Regions from separate parts of the Pan troglodytes genome. Here region 2 is linked to region 1. Evidence: chromatin contacts called from public Hi-C data. All regions are on one chromosome and are shown on one strand. The core of a region is the stretch at or near the end of the contact, and the rest is flanking DNA. Distances in the headings are between cores, read along the strand shown.

Region 1 (7,382 bases), core at 2,118-4,617:
CCCAGGTTCAAGCGATTCTCCTGCCTCGGCCTCCGCCCACCTCGGCCTCCCAAAGTGCTGGGATTACAGGTGCCTGCCACCATGCCCAGCTAATTTTTGTATTTTTAGTAGAGACGGGGTTTCACCATTTTGGCCACATTGGTCTTGAACTCTTGACCTCAGGTGATCTACTCGCCTCGGCCTCCCAAAGTGCTGGGATTCCAGGCGTGAGCCACGGCGCCCGGCCAGGACTCTTCTTTTTAGAACATAACCACAATGTCGTTGTCACACCTGGGAAAAGCGGTCACTTTCTACCTCAAATGTCCAGGATGCCACATTCCCCGTGGTCTCTGAAGGGTTTTTTTAACAATTGTTTGTTTGAATCAGGGCCCACATTATGGACCTGGTTGGTAATTCTCCTGAGTTTCTGTTCATTTGTACCTTTCCCTTTCTCCCATCTTTTTTCCTGGAGATTTATTTGTGAAGAAACTGGATTGTCAGCCGGGCACGGTGGCTCACACCTGTAATCCCAGCACTTTGGGAGGCCGAGGCGGGCAGATCACCTGAGGTCAGGAGTTTGAGACCAGCCTGACCAACATGGAGAAACCCCATCGCTACTAAAAATACAAAAATTAGCCGGCCGTGGTGGCGCATGCTTGTAATCCCAGCTACTCAAGAGGCTGAGGCAGGAGAATCGCTTGGACCCGGGAGGCGGAAGTTGCAGTGAGCCGAGATCGCGCCACTGCACGCCAGCCTGGGTGACAGAGTGAGACTCTGTCTCAAAAAAGAGCCTCTCTCTTTCAGAGACACATCCCAAGATATGTGCGGGTGACGTGCCGTGGTGCGTGGAGGGCACAGAGCCTCTGTGTGCTGGTAGGTGAGGGGGCCTGTGCTGGCCTCAGGATTCTGCAATTTTCCTTAATAAAGCCAAAAAAAAATGCCGCCGGTCAAGAAGCAGGATGTTGGGGGAGCGGGGCTGGGATGCAACAGGGCATAGGGTGGTTGGGATTTCTCTGAAGACTGCAGTCCTGAGCCGGTGAGGGAGGGGCGTGCCTGGCGGGAGCCCTGAGGCTGCAGCGGAGCCTCCGCACAGTACGTCTGGGTTTGACTCGGTGAGAAAGGAGCCGTGGAGGGCTGGGGTGGGCTGGGCAGCCTTGGTTTACAACATCCACAGGGGCTGTTCTGCCACGTGGAGTGGACTGGGGCCGGCAAAGGGCAACAGGGAAGCCGGTGGGCCAGCTGGAAGTTTCCCAAAATGAGTGCTGGTGTCCCGGCCCTGATGGGACTGGAGGTGGACAGACTCTGGATTTCTGGGTCGAGCTGGGGCACAGCCAACAGATTTACCAGTGGGGGGCTGTGGGGGACACGTGGGGAGGGAGGGCGAGTGGGAACCAAGGTGGTTCCCGTGACTGGCAGGATAAAGGTGCATTCCTTGTGGATGGTTGAGGGAGTGGGTGGGAGTCTTGGGCACACTGGATGGGGTGTCTGCTGGACAAGGGGTCAGTGACGGGGACTCCACAGCTCAGGGCAGAGTCTGGACTGGAGGAAATGTGGGCATCACCCTCGGGGGGTGGCATTTGAAACCACACCCTGGCTGACGTCATCAAAGACTGGTCCTGGACCGGCAGGGCAGAGCCCAGCAGAGGTGGCCGGGTGGGGCGGGGACTCACCAATGTGCCTCCGCTCTGACACAGCAGCTGAGCCTCAAGCAGTGAGTTCTCCTGTGGATGTAGACAGGTCTGCAGTCACCGTCCTGTCCCACAGGTGGGGAGACTGAGGCCAAGGGGGCAGGCGCTGGCCCAGGGTCCCCATCATCAGTGGTCAGTGCTGAGGGTGTGGGCCCAGGCAGCTTCATCCCGAAATGGCCCAGCCTTCTAGGGCAGGCACCACCAAGCATGGGTGTCAGTGGATGCCCGCAGGCATAGAACTCCTAGGCCCCCGAGGGAGGTGTGGCCTGAGGATGCAGGTGCCCTTCTCCCGGGACCTCCATATCCCGCCCGCCTGCCGCCCACACCTCGTAATCAGGAGTCACGTTGAGAAACAGCTGGTTTCCCTGGATCCGAAATGCAAAGGGGGTGGACAAGGGTCCGAGGGTCACCTCCTGGCCCTCCGGGACGTGGATGTCCACCAGCGGCTCGGTGACATTTGTGTTCTCCTCTACTTCAAAGATGTCCTTGTTCACAGAGCAGTCTGTAAGGTTGCAGAGGAGGGATCAGTGCCTCCCAGCCCCTGGCTCCCCGCCGCCCGTGCCCCACCTACCCCTGCCCGCACATACACTGGGCCTGGGCCGTGGTCCCCGGGGGTCGGACGAGCAGCCCGGTGAACAGCAGGGGAGGCCACAGCAGGGCCCAAGACCCCATCTTGGCGGCTGTCACCTGACGGGAGGGTCCGAGCGGGTCTGGCGTCTAGGACTGGCGCAGTTCCTACCTCAGCGACCTTCGCCCCAGCCAGACGCCGCCCAGTTTATGATCCTTTACGACCGGCTTCTGCCAAGGGGGCTCCCGCTGGCCGGCTGGTCCAGCCCACTGCCAGAAGGAGGGGCGGTCGTTTGGCCCAAGTTGGACTGAGTGCAGGAGTCAACCAGGGGGCTCAGGTCACAGGCACCAAGGCACAGGGCAGAAGGGACTGGAGAGCGGCTCATGGGTGCCGTGGGGGTAGGGGCAGGGCAGGGGCAGGGCTAGGGTGTGGGAGAGAAGCTGGGGGCTGGGGGCGGGGGCTCGGCCCTTGGTGTCGGGGTGTCTGGAACCTGCCTCCCTAGCCCAGGCTGCCCTGGCTTGGCTCCTCCCCTAAGATCTCCCTCAGGCAGAGTTCCTAAGGCCACCCCTTGAGGCTCAGAACCCGGGTGTTCCCCAGGAAGCACCTCCCTCCCTGCCTGACAGCAGGTTCTGAAGGAAAAGGCTCTCCTCACTGTGTCCTGGGGACACCCCTGCCTGCCCCAGAGACAAGTCGGCTTCTCAGGGTGGGGCTGGACAGGGCCTTAGTGACTGAGGCTAAGGCGGGGCTGTGAGGGGCAGCTGGGAGCTCCTGGGGGGCCCTGGTGCCCGACAGAGGGGGTGAGGTGAGACTCGACACGTGCCCTGCTCTTTTCATCGGCCCCCCACAAGCCCCCAGCTCTAGGGAGAGGCCACTGGGTGGGGTCGGGGCGAGGAAGGGGCTGTCGTGAGGGGGAGGTGGAGTTCTCCTCCTCCAGGCCTGTGCGCCGAAGCTTCTGGCCTCTCATGGCTGGGGCTGGGCTCAGTGTCCTAACCCTGCACGGTGCCCCCATGGTCGCCTTCAAGCCCTGCACGCTCCGTGCTCCACAGGCTCTGAGGGGTCAAGCCACTGGTCCGAGGCCACACAAGACAGAGGGTCCGGAGTCCTCACGCCAGAGTGGATTCCTGGCACCCCAGGTGACACCTCCACCCTCCCCTCTTCCTGCCGGCCTGAGCCCCCCTGGCCCCTTCACACCCTCCCCACTACCCCTTCCAGAAACACTGACCACATGGGCCCCCGGGCAGGAGCTGAGAGGGTGTCCGGGCTCCCCTGAGCCCCAGAATGTTTCCTAATGGATGACAAGGGGTGGGGCGGGGCCCTGCAGTACTTAGTCGAGGTACAGGAGGTGGCCCTGATGCCAGAGATAAGGATGAGGGGCCGGCTGTGCCTGCAGGTGTAAAGGGCAGCTGGGTGTGGTCAGTCCCTGCTGGGTGGATGGGCCTCCATCCATCCCTCAGCCCCGCTACACAGGGGTTGCCTCGATTACACCGAGTGGACACAGACAACTCCCAGCGTCTGGGTCTGATTCCTCCTTTATTGGTGCCAAGTACCACCCCTCCCCCTCTCCCCCATCCTGCCCCCCACCCCAAATGCAGCTGTGCTCCTGGGCCGGGCAGGTGGTGAGGGGGTTCCTTCCTCATCTGGGCCTCAAGGTTCCTTCTGCAGCAGCGCCAGCTGGTTCTGAAACCATAACCCCAGGCCTGGGCCCAGGGGGCAGCCAGGGAGACCAGGTCCCGTCCAGGGGCATCCTGCAGAGACAGCACGTGAGGGTCTGAGGGCTGGGGCTGGAGACCCCGGCCCCGCTGCTGGAATTGGGCCTCCAGTAGCCACCAGCGCTGACCCGGGGAGGCCAGGACAGAAGGAGTGGTCTGGGGTGGGGTCTGGAGTGGGGTCTGCGGTGGGGCGGGTGCTCACCAGGCCTGCAGGATGGGCATGTTGGACCCTGACGGGCAGAGCAGACCCGCGCCGAGCCTGGTCCAGGCCGTGCTGTTCTCTGCGTCCTGCTCGCTGCCCCCCGCCCCAAAACAGAGTTAGTCTTGGAGCGGGGGGGTCGCGCTGCTGCTGGGGCACCACGCCAGGACCCCCCACCCTACCCGGCCTCACCTGCGCTTCCCCACCAGGCCCTGTAGCAGCCGCTGGAGCCGCGCGCCCTCCCGCAGGCGGCTGAGCTCGCTGGTGAACGTCCCGTCTGAGTGTCGCCGGGCCCTGCGGGCAGTCGGGGGTCGGGGTCAGGGCGCACTGGGGGCGGGTGGGGCCCGGGGGGCGGGCGGGCCTGGCGGGCGGCTCACCTGGGGGGCGCGGGGCGCGCGGCGGAGCCCCCGAGGAGCAGCAGCAGCAGCAGGAGGGGCCGGGGGGCCATGGCGGGGTCGGGGCGCAGGAGCTGAGCGCTGCGGCCACGGCCCGGGCCCCCGCAAGGCCCCTTTATGGCGGCGCCCGGAAAGGGGACGGCCCGGCCGCGCCCAGCGATCCCGGGAAGGTCAGGGCCGCCCCCCCAGCTGTCGCCCCGGCCCGGCCTCCCGCCCCCTCCGCCGCGCTGGCGCCCCTCGGCCGGCTGGGGGAGGGGGACATCCCGGCCTGGGGGGCGAACGGAGCGCGGGCCTGGGACCCGCAGAGGGAACCGCACCGCGAAGCCTCGGAGCCTGCGGGGGGCGCGGGGGCGGAGGGGCCGGAGGGCTTGTGGGAGGGTTTGTGGGGGAACTGGGGGGCCCCGGGGAAGGGGCTGCGGCCGGAGTTCCGGAGGCCCCTGGAGCACCTTGCTGGGGCGAGTTCGTCTCCAGCTTCAGCGTGGCGTGACTGTTGGGGGGCCGGTGTTGCCATTTTATCTGCTTTGAAGTGCTTGATTCAGGATCATTCGGTGCATCCATCCCCACCATCCGTTCTCAGACTTTCCCGTCCTCCCAAAATCCGTTCTCAGACTCTCCCGTCCTCTCAAAATCCGTTCACAGACGCTCCCGTCTTCCCAAAATCCGTTCACAGACGCTCCCGTCCTCCCAAAATCCGTTCTCAGACTCTCCTGTCCTCCCAAAATGAAGCTCTGTCCCTATCAAACGCCCCCTCCCCTCCTCAGCCCTGGCGCCCCGTCCACTTTCTGTCTGTGGATTCAGCGCCTCCAGGGACTGCGCGCAGGGGGAGCCTCACGGGATTTGTCCTTTGGAGACCGGCTGGATTCTCAGTGCAGCATCCTCCGCCTTCGCCGCCGCGGCCTGGCCTGTGTGGGAATCTCCTTCCCTTTTGTGGGGAACTGTGTCCCGCTGTGTGCAGGCACCGCATCGACCGCGTCCGCTCATCTGTGGGCCTCTTCATGGACACCTGGGCTGCCTCCCCTTTGGGGCGATGGTGAGTAATGCTGCTGTGAACGTGGGTGTGCAAACGGCCCCTCCCGATCCCGTTTTCAAGCGTTCTTGGTGTATAGTTATGAGGGAATTGCTGGGTGACAGAGTAATTATGTGTTAAATATTCTGAGGAAACGCCAAACTGTCTTCCCAGCAGCGCAGCAGGGTCACGGTTCTTGTCCTCGCCAACACTTGCTACTTTGTGGCTTTTTGTTTGTCGTGTACTAACGATGCCGGTGGGTGCGACGTGGTGTCTCGCTGCGGTTTTGATTGGCATCTCCCTAATGGCCAGCGATGTGGAGCATGTTCTCAAGTGTCTGTGAGCCACGGAGAAATGGCCGTCAAGCCCTTTGATGTTCTGCTGTGGTTGCGAGTCATGCACTGTATCCGTCTGTTAAATCAGCCACAATATTTTCCCCAGCGTTTGCATCATTTCACAGCCCCGCCAGCAATGTGGGGCTGGCTGGCTGGCTTGCTGGCTTGCTTGCTTTGCTTTCTTTTTTTCTTTTTCTTTCTTTCTTTCTTTTTTTCTTTCTCTTCCTTTCTTCCTTTCTTTCCTTTCTTTCCTTTCTTTTTCAGAGGGAGTCTCGTTCTGTCACCCAGGCTGGAGTGCCGTGGGGCCATCTCAGCTCACTGCAACCTCCGCCTCCCGGTTTCAAGCAATTCTTGTGCCTCGGCCCTCCAAGTAGCTGGGATTACAGGTGCCTGCCACTATGACTGGCTAATTTTTATATTTTTAGTAGAGACAGGGTTTCACCATGTTGCCCAGGCTGGTCTGAAACTCCTGACCTCAAGTGATCCACCTGCCTCGGCCTTCCAAAGCACTGGGATTACAGGCGTGAGCCACAGCTCCCGGCCTCACTTTCTCTGCACACTGTCAACATCCCTGCAGTCGCTATTTTTAACCTTCAGCCATTCTCTCTGCGGCAACACCTCCTTTTGTGGTCTTAGTTGCATTTCCCCAGTGGCGGGTGATTCCGAACCTCTTTCCAGGTGCTTGTTTCCATTTGCATGTTGTCGTGGGTTAAATGTATCTTCACATCTCTTGCCCGTTTTTAAATTGTTCTCTACTGCTGAGTTTTTTTTTTTTTTAATTGTGGGAAAATATGCATAACATGAAACTTACCATTTTAGCCATTTTAAAGTATGAAGTGATACTTAGTACGGTCACGGAATTATACAACCAGCACCTCTGTTTAGTTCCAGAACTTTTTACTCCCCAGATGGAAAATCTCAAATCCATAAAGCATTTACCTCCCCTTCCCCCATCCCTTCAGCTCCTGAGTAACAATGAATTTACTTTCTGTCTCTGTGGATCTGCCTGTTCTGGGTATTTCATACCAATAAAATCCTAAAAGCTGGGCATGGTGGTACATGCCTGTGGTCTTGGCTACTTGAGACGGTGAGGCAGGAGGATGGTTTGAGGCCAGGAGTTCGAGACCAGCCTGGGAAACATAGCAAGACCCTGGTCACTATTTTTATTTATTTCTTTATTTTTATTTATTTGTTTTGAGATGGAGTTTCACTCTTGTTGCCCAGACTGGAGTGCAATGGCGCGATCTTGGCCCACTGCAACTTCCGCCTCCTGGGTTCAAGCAATTCTCCTGCCTCAGCCTCTGGAGTTGCTGGGATTACAGCACCACCATGCCCGGCTAACTGTGTATTTTTCATGGAGGCAGGGTTTTGCCATATTGGTCAGGCTGTCTTGAACTCCTGACCTCAGGTGATCTGCCCGCCTCAGCCTCCCAAAGTGCTGGGATTACACGCAGGAGCCACCGCGCCTGGCCCCAGAATTTCATTCATTTTAATGGAAAAACC
Region 2 (7,382 bases), core at 1,880-4,379, 190 kb after region 1:
CGTCAGAGGGTCCTGGATGCAGCATCCCTCCCTGGAAAGCCTGGGGTGTGGGCGTGACACATGCGACCCTGCGTCTCCCAGCCACATGCAGATGAGGATGCAAGAGCAGCCTTTAGACGACAGAGTTTATTTCAGACTCAGCCTCCACTCAGGCCCGGGGTTCCTGTGGCCACTGTCCAGTGAGGGCAGGCCACGTTCTCACAGTGCCCACCACCACCTTCTGGGAGTTCGCCTGCTGCTGCGCGCCAAGGGCCACGCTGGGACTGGATGCGCTAAGGAGGGGCTGCACAAGGGGCCTCCCCAGGTGCAGTGGGCTGAGGACAGTGTGTGACGGTCGCCGCCAAAAGCAGTTCTACTCTACCTGTTATTGCATTATACGCTGGTTAGACTCAGGTGGTGCCGGGTGCAAGCTGGAGGGGCAGTCTAGCGGGGCAGGGCGGGCACAGCTGTGAGGGGCCCTCGACATCCCTGCCTCCCCGCCGGCGTCGGGGCTCCCCTGGAGCACAAGCTGGGGAGGGCGACCCTTGGGCAGCTCCCCCTCCACACGCAGGCTTCAGGGCTCCGTCTTCCCACCCAGCTAGGCTTGGGTGGTGTGGGGAGGTGGCATTGAGGCTCTGCTGAGGTGAGTGCCCACCCCAGGTCCGTCCCACTGCATTGGCCCAGGCAGACCCCCGGGGGTATGCAAAGAGCCCAGGCAGACCCCGGGGGGTATGCAAAGAGCAGAAATGGGGCGAGTGGAGCCACCACGCCCTTTAATGTCCCCACGAGGGCCGGGCCCAGGCCCAACCCATCCCGGCACCCCCACCTGCACTCAGACCAGCCCTGGGGGCCCAGGATCACCCAGCCGCCAGAGGTGGGGGGGCCACACACAGGGTCCATTCCTTTCTTGCCGTTCCCCAGCTGTGCCCTCTCCCCACATCCTGTGCTGTGGACCCCGGAGCCTGGGCTCTTTCTGCCCTGGAGGTTGGGGAAGTCCTGGGTCAGCAGGGGTGGGCTCGGGCGTCCTCTTCACTGTGCGCGTGTGTTGGGGGCATATGTAGGTGTGTAATGAATGTGCGTGTGTACGCGTAGGTAAGGGTGAACTCTGCATGCACTGGCTTCCTCAGGTCTGTACAGGAAGTGGCTCCGTGCCCCCCGCCTGGCCCCCAGGTATTATTTTTTCCGGACCAGGAAGGCCACACCGAGAATCAGGGCTATGGCTGCCACGGCCACACCCCCAGCCACCAGCAGGGGGTTGAAGTTCTCACAGGACCAGGGACCTCGGCCCCCAGGCCCCCCACTGGCAGCCTCATCTTCCTCCGCCCCGTCCCCAGGACCCTTGGGCTCCGGGATTGCATCGGGACTGCTGGGGACCGTGGGGGCTGGCTTCAGGTTGCTGTGGTTGTTGAGAAGGGCAGGGTCGGCCTTGGCCGAGGTCTTCTTGGCAGGTGCCGTGGTGGGAGCTGCTGGCGGCTGCTGCTTCTCGGCTGGGGCCTCCTTCTTCGAGGGCTTGGTCAAGGGGGCTTTCCCATCAGCTGCCGGGGGTACCTTGGCCTCGGTGGTGGCCTGGGGCACCTTGGTGTCGGGCTTGGGGCTGCTGGCTGACTTCCCTCTGGACTCCATGGTGGGCGGGGCGTATGGGACAGGCAGGTGGCTGCACCAGAGGGGCTCAGGACAGTTTGTCGCCCCTGGGCATTCTATGGGCCTGGAGGGAGACACAAGGGAGGCTGCGTGCGGGTCCAGTCCCCCCTGTGCTGCCCCGACCACCTGGTCCCCAGGCAGCCCCTGCCCAGTTCTCTGGACTCTCTGGAGCCCCAGCTCAGGGGCCTCCCGTGGGCCTCTGACACTTCTCTTTCACGGCCTGGACTCCGTCTGTCCATGACCACTCCTCAAGGGGCCCCTCCAGCCGCAGAGGCAAGGGCCACGCACAGGTGGGAGGAGGTAGGGGACCCCACTGTGCTGCATAAAATGGCCCATGCAAATGCCACATCCTCCCACCAGCCGGGGGCAGGAGGCTCTTGGTGGGGAAGTAAGGATCAGGCCCAGAGAACTGGAAGGAAGAGCATTCTCCCCTCCAAGGAGGTGACCGGAGCCCCAGTGGGAGAGCTGACTGCATCCCCTCCTCAGGAGAGCATTCCTGCTTTGCAGAGATGGACACTAAAGCACGGAGGCTGTGACCCGGCCAGGGTCCCGGGGGGAGGAGGGCAGGGAGGGGCAGGAGCTGGGATCTCAGGCAGCCATCAAGGTGGGTGGGCCCACAAGAACCCAGACTTGAGAAAACTGGGGTGTCTCTCCAGGAAGTCAGCGTGGGGCTGTGCTTCCAAGGGCCGTCTGCCCCTCCCCAGCCTCTGGGGCCCCCTCCTCAGCATGGGCCGTGCCTGCCTCCAGCCCTGGAGCAGGGAGTCCTCGCCCAGCCCAGGGCTGTGCTGTCTCTGTGGGCAGAGGGTTCCTGGCGTTAAACAGGGTGGGCACATGCTGCACTTGGCCCGTGGGTCAGGGCGGAGGACAGGGTTCTGGGCTGTGGGAAAGGCGGTGCCCAGATTCTCAATGACCGAGGCAGAGGTGGGAAGGGCCCTGGGGGCCCAGCCGCCCTGAACGTGAGTGGGTCTTGCCCCAAAGCCCCAGAGGCCGCCTGTCTGCCTCTCCCAGGGAAGGATGAGAAATGCCCTCCAGACCTGCAGAGAAAGGGAGGCACGTTCCCCACCCCCCGCCAGGTGCACTGACCACACTGAAGGTCACCCGAAGGTCACAGCGTGATGAGGGCGTCTCCAGAAGAGGCCCAGCTGCTGCCACCTCCCAGGGAAGCCCAGCCGTCCCTTCACCCCTGCAGTTCTCGGGGGGCTCAGCTGCTGGGCATCAAGTTTGCAAAGAGCAGGCGGTCTGCCCCCCCAACCTCGCTATTTGTGGCACTTACATCCCGGCCGCCGCCTCCCTCTCCCGGGATCAGCTGCGCCCTGGAGAACTGGGGGGCCCGCGCGCAAACCCAGTGACCTTCAAGGCCCGGAGCCGCCTCCTCGCCCCGCAGGACGCCGCGCCCGCCCCGCCCCGCCGGGAGCCCCCCGCCTTACGCGTCCTCCGGCCTCCCCGGGGCTGCGCGCTCCTCCGCGGGATGACGGCGGCTGCGAACGCGGAGGAGAGCTCGGGAGTTTCCCACAATGCACTACTCCCGGCGCAGGAGGGCGGGGAGGGGGAGGGGCGACCGGGCCCCGCCCCGCCGGGAACCGTGGGATCCGCAAACCCAGCTCCGCCCTAGATCCAGGGGTAGAAACTTAGGGTCCGAGAGAGCAACTGCGGGGTCCAAGTCCCATCTGGGACTGCCAGAGGCAGGAGGCGGGTCCCGCTCAGCATCCCCTCTAGGCCAGGGCGCCCCTTGGTCGGTGGGTGACGGGGTCGGTGGGTAGGTGCGCAGGCCTAGCCCTGCAGTCTGAAGGGAGCCAGTTATGGGAAGAGGGGACTGCCCTCCCCCGCCCCCAAACAGACCCCCAGACAGACAGCAGCATCTACTTAGAATATTTATTTATCCTCTGACATGACAAGACACAAAAAGTTACAACTTCTTAAAACTCTTCAAAAGAAAAAAATATAATTCTGTAAGCAGCAGCAGCAGCTTCCAAGGTTCTGATGTGACGGGAGGGGCAGCTCCCAGGAGCAACCGTGAACTGGGGGGGTCCAGGCCTGAGCCCCAGGTAGTGTCGCTGGGAAGGGGCCTCTGTGGAGGGCCCCGGTTTTGGGGGCACAGCACCAGCACATCAGGGTCTGTCACCAACACGATCACATGGCCAGGGCGGGGCAGGGAGAGCTTCGGCTCACAGCAGGGATCGCCCGGTGGCAGGGGGATGGGGCTTCTGAAGTGTGGTCAGGGGCCTTATGCCCGGAGGCGGGAAGGATGGCGCTTCTGCAGTGTATCCAGGGGCCTTATGCAGAGGCTGAAAAAGGAGGGTGGGCCCTGAGAGGACTTGGGGGTGCGGCAGCTCCTGGCCCTCCCTCCAGAGCAGGGCAGGCACCCTCAGGCTCCACACTGGTCCCAATGCCCGCCCTGCTCCCTGGCCAATCCCAGGCCAGGGTGGAGGACTCAGGAGAGACCAGGCTGGGTAAGTAAGTTCCTGGACGGGGTCAACAGAGCCTGGGGCACACACAGCACACAGAGCGCCTGGCCACGGCGGGAAGGGGGGCAGTCCCCGGCAGCCCCATCCCCAAGGGCCAGGCCAGGTCCCCATAACACACACACGCATGCACACACACACATACACACACACATGCACACAGACCTCACAATCTGGGCCCCAGCCTGGGGTGGGAGCTGAGGAGCCCACCAGAAAGTCCCACAGTGGGTGGCGGGCTTGCCCTGAGAGTCAGACCCCAGGGCAACCCCTCACTTGGGATTCCTGGCTCAACAGAGAGGGCAGGAGACCCCAGTCCTCTTGCAAGGCTGGCCAGGGAGGCAGAGTCAAGTCCTGCCAAGGCGACAAGAGCGGCTGGGGAAGGACGGAAGGGCTGGAGAGCCACTTGGGTCCAGCAGATTCAATAAATAGGTTTGTGCAGGGTCCCTGTGTGGGCCAGGATGGCTGTGGAGACTGGAGCTGGTGGACTGGGGGTATGGTCCAGCCTGCCCGGCCCAGGCCCGGGGGCCCCCAGCCCAGAGACCAGCTCTGTCCCTGGGGGTGTTCAGGCCAGGGCAGGATTGGGGCAGGGGCTAGCTTGAGGAATGTAAAGATTTCTGCATTTTCTACATAAATAAGACATTGATCCCAACGGTGCAGGCAGCACCCCGGGGGGCTTGCGTGTGCACCACCTATGTGGACCCTGCACCCCGCCCCCTGCTGCCCCTGCCGACGGGAGGGCTGGGGAGGGGTCTTCCCTTGCTCCGTCCTGGGCTAGCTGCCTGGCTCCAGCCCCACACCGGCCCTGCCCGGCTGGCTGGGGTGGAGCAGGTGCTGGGCTCAGGCCTGGGGGTCCTGCAGCAGCCCCAGCAGGGACTCCGCGATGCCCAGGAAGTAGACCACCTGTGCGATGCCGAAAAGGGGCGCGATGACCAGCGCGCGGCAGTAGGCGCCCTTCAGGAAGGCCAAGGGGCCCTCGTGCCGCAGGATCTTCCTGTGGAGGAAGGACGAGAGGGTCAGCCCGGTACGCAGGCCCCCAGGCCCCACCCGCCGTGGGACCTCCCCACCTGGCACAGTCCAGGATCCCAGAGTAGGTGTCCTCGTTGACGCCTCGCTGAAGTGACTGGAGCCGCGTCTTCACCACTGCAAGGGGCGCTCGGGTCAGTGTGAGCCTGGCCAAGGGTTCAGTCCCGCCCCATCCCCAGCCGGGCGCCATCCCATGCACTGACCATCACAGGGGTTGACGGCCACAGCGGCGGCACTCCCAGCCACACAGCCGGCCAGGAAGGACACGTAGAAAGGCGACTTCTCCTCGGACGCCGGGCGGCCCAGCTGGTTCAGGTTGGCAAAGAGCGGGAAGTACACCACAGAGAAGGGGACATCCCTGTGGGGAGGGAGGTGGCCGTGGGGACAGGAGGTGGTGGGGTGGGCAGGCCGGCCTCCCCCTTCCCTCCCCCCACCCGCCCTGTGCCTCCTACCTGAGCAGCGTGGCCCCGAGTCCCTTGTAGAGACCGGCAATGCCGCGGCTCCGCAGCAGGTCGCGGGTCAGCTGGGTGGCCGTGGGCCGAGGGGCAGCTGGAGCCTCCACTGAGGGCTGGGCACCCCCATGGGCCGAGAGCTGGCCCTGGGCAGCCAGGATCTTCCTCTGGGCGGCTGGGGACAAAGAGGCTGCTGTCTCTTCTTCTGTGCGAACTGGGCAGGGGACACGCTCTGGCCCTCCCTGCGTCCCCACCCTCCCCTCGCCCTCACCTCTTCCTGCACCTCTGCCCTCTCCCCCTTCCCCCGCCCTCACCAATGCGCCCTGCATCCTGCAGCTGGATCTTCAGCATCTCCATGGGCGTGGTCACGATCACCTGGCAGGTGCCAGCCCCACAGCCCGCCAGCATCTCTTTAAGCAGGGTCAGCTTCTGCCTGTGGTAGGAGCGGGGCCGCAGTAAGTGGGAAGAGACAGGTCTACCTGCCACCCTCGGGGCTGCCCACCATGCCTGGGCGCAGAGGATGGTGGGAGCCGTGGAGGCAGATGCAGGCCTGTGGGGGTACAGCCCCCAGCCTCCGCCACTGCAGCAGCAGGCAGGGAGGAGACCGATGGACAGACGGCCCCACAGGCAGGAGCCTGGGGAGGGCAGTGGGGCTGTCTGAGACAAAGGAAAATGGGAAATTGGGGGTCAAGTGCCCCAAAAAGGGGCTGTCCTTGCAGTCCCCCTCCAGTGATGGGGGAGCTGGTCAGTGCCCTCAAGCCCTGGCTTGAGGGCAGCAGGCAGCAGCTGGGGGCCAAGGGCTGCCAAGCCAGAGCCCCACTGATTTGACATCTGCTTTGCTCCCCTGGTCAGGGGAAAGGAGGGAGGGTGCCCCACAAGGTCAAAGAAGCCCCAAGCAAGGGGCTGAAGACAGGCAGAGCCCCCAGGTGGGACCCAGCTGGCAGGGTGGACCCATCCTTTATCTGAAGCCAAAGACCCCTCGAGTGTCTGCCAGGCAGGACCCTCACCCGTCCTTAGAGAGCTGATGTCGGAAGAAGTCGTTGGCTGCCAGCTTGATGGCCTTCTCAGGGGTGACGAGGGTCAAGTTCACAGCAGCTCCTGTGGGGCAGGGGGTCAGCTGGGGGGACATGCTCGGTGGCCTGAGTGGGGAGGCGCTTGGCCAGGACTTGCCTCCTGGCTGGCAAAACCCTGTCCCAGTCACTCCTGGCCGCCATCTCCTGTTCTCTCACCCACATTTGGGCCTGGTGTGTGCCAGGTGGGGCGGGGCCAGGCAGGGATGGGGCAGCACCTCAGGCTCAGGTTCTCCCATGCCCACTGCAGCTCCATCTGTCTCTGATTCTGGGCAGCATATTGCTGCTCAGGGCATGAGGACCTCCCCGGAGCCCCTGAGCCCCTGAGGCCTCCCTAGGATACCTCTCCCTCCCTGGAGGACAGATGGTGCTTGTGCTGGCAGGGGGCTGGGGCCAGAGGTCACCGGAGTGTGTGGTCTGGACTGGGCCAGAGCTCGGGGGAGGCTGTGGAGAGCCCCCATCTCAGTGCCGAGGGCTCAGGGCTGGAGAGCTTCTGCCAAATCTAGGCTCTGGATTGTGTCCTAAGCTGCTTTGCGGTAATGCCCCTTACTCCCTCCCATCCCCAGCCACAAACGGGGTCCAGCCTGTCGCAGAAGGCAGAGGCAGCTGCGGCCACCAGAGAAGAGACAGATGTACCGTGGCATCCCACGCACCAGGCACTAAGTGGGGGTGGGGAGCTGCCACGGGAGAGGCTGAGAACTGCCACTCACCAGAGATCCAGTCCCCCCTGCACAGGCACAGCCCCCACAAACACG

Evidence for each region. A called contact is a pair of places that touch in the nucleus more often than the background predicts.
Region 2: a contact with region 1 is called in a Hi-C map of induced pluripotent stem cells, with 1.7 times the contacts expected there. The contact joins the promoter of CEND1 here to the promoter of CDHR5 in region 1. A contact is called at or near these places in 2 of 7 Hi-C or Micro-C datasets (induced pluripotent stem cells and stem cell-derived neural progenitor cells).

The regions. Positions count from the first base shown.
Region 1 is chr9:4,823,900-4,831,281 of NHGRI_mPanTro3-v2.0_pri, forward strand. CDHR5 (cadherin related family member 5) reads right to left here and starts at 3,368. Exons shown (of 13, transcript XM_016920011.3): 1 at 2,255-3,368; 2 at 1,994-2,169; 3 at 1,650-1,700. The coding sequence starts at 2,339. It overlaps SCT (secretin), which reads right to left and starts at 5,543. Exons shown (of 4, transcript XM_063783641.1): 1 at 4,985-5,543; 2 at 4,336-4,437; 3 at 4,147-4,239; 4 at 3,747-3,980. The coding sequence starts at 5,049. The coding sequence ends at 3,869.
Region 2 is chr9:5,018,435-5,025,816 of NHGRI_mPanTro3-v2.0_pri, forward strand. CEND1 (cell cycle exit and neuronal differentiation 1) reads right to left here and starts at 3,130. Exons shown (of 2, transcript XM_016920054.4): 1 at 3,048-3,130; 2 at 112-1,684. The coding sequence starts at 1,602. The coding sequence ends at 1,153. SLC25A22 (solute carrier family 25 member 22) reads right to left here. Exons shown (of 10, transcript XM_016920047.3): 5 at 6,565-6,655; 6 at 5,872-5,990; 7 at 5,558-5,732; 8 at 5,309-5,463; 9 at 5,147-5,222; 10 at 3,479-5,073. The coding sequence ends at 4,920.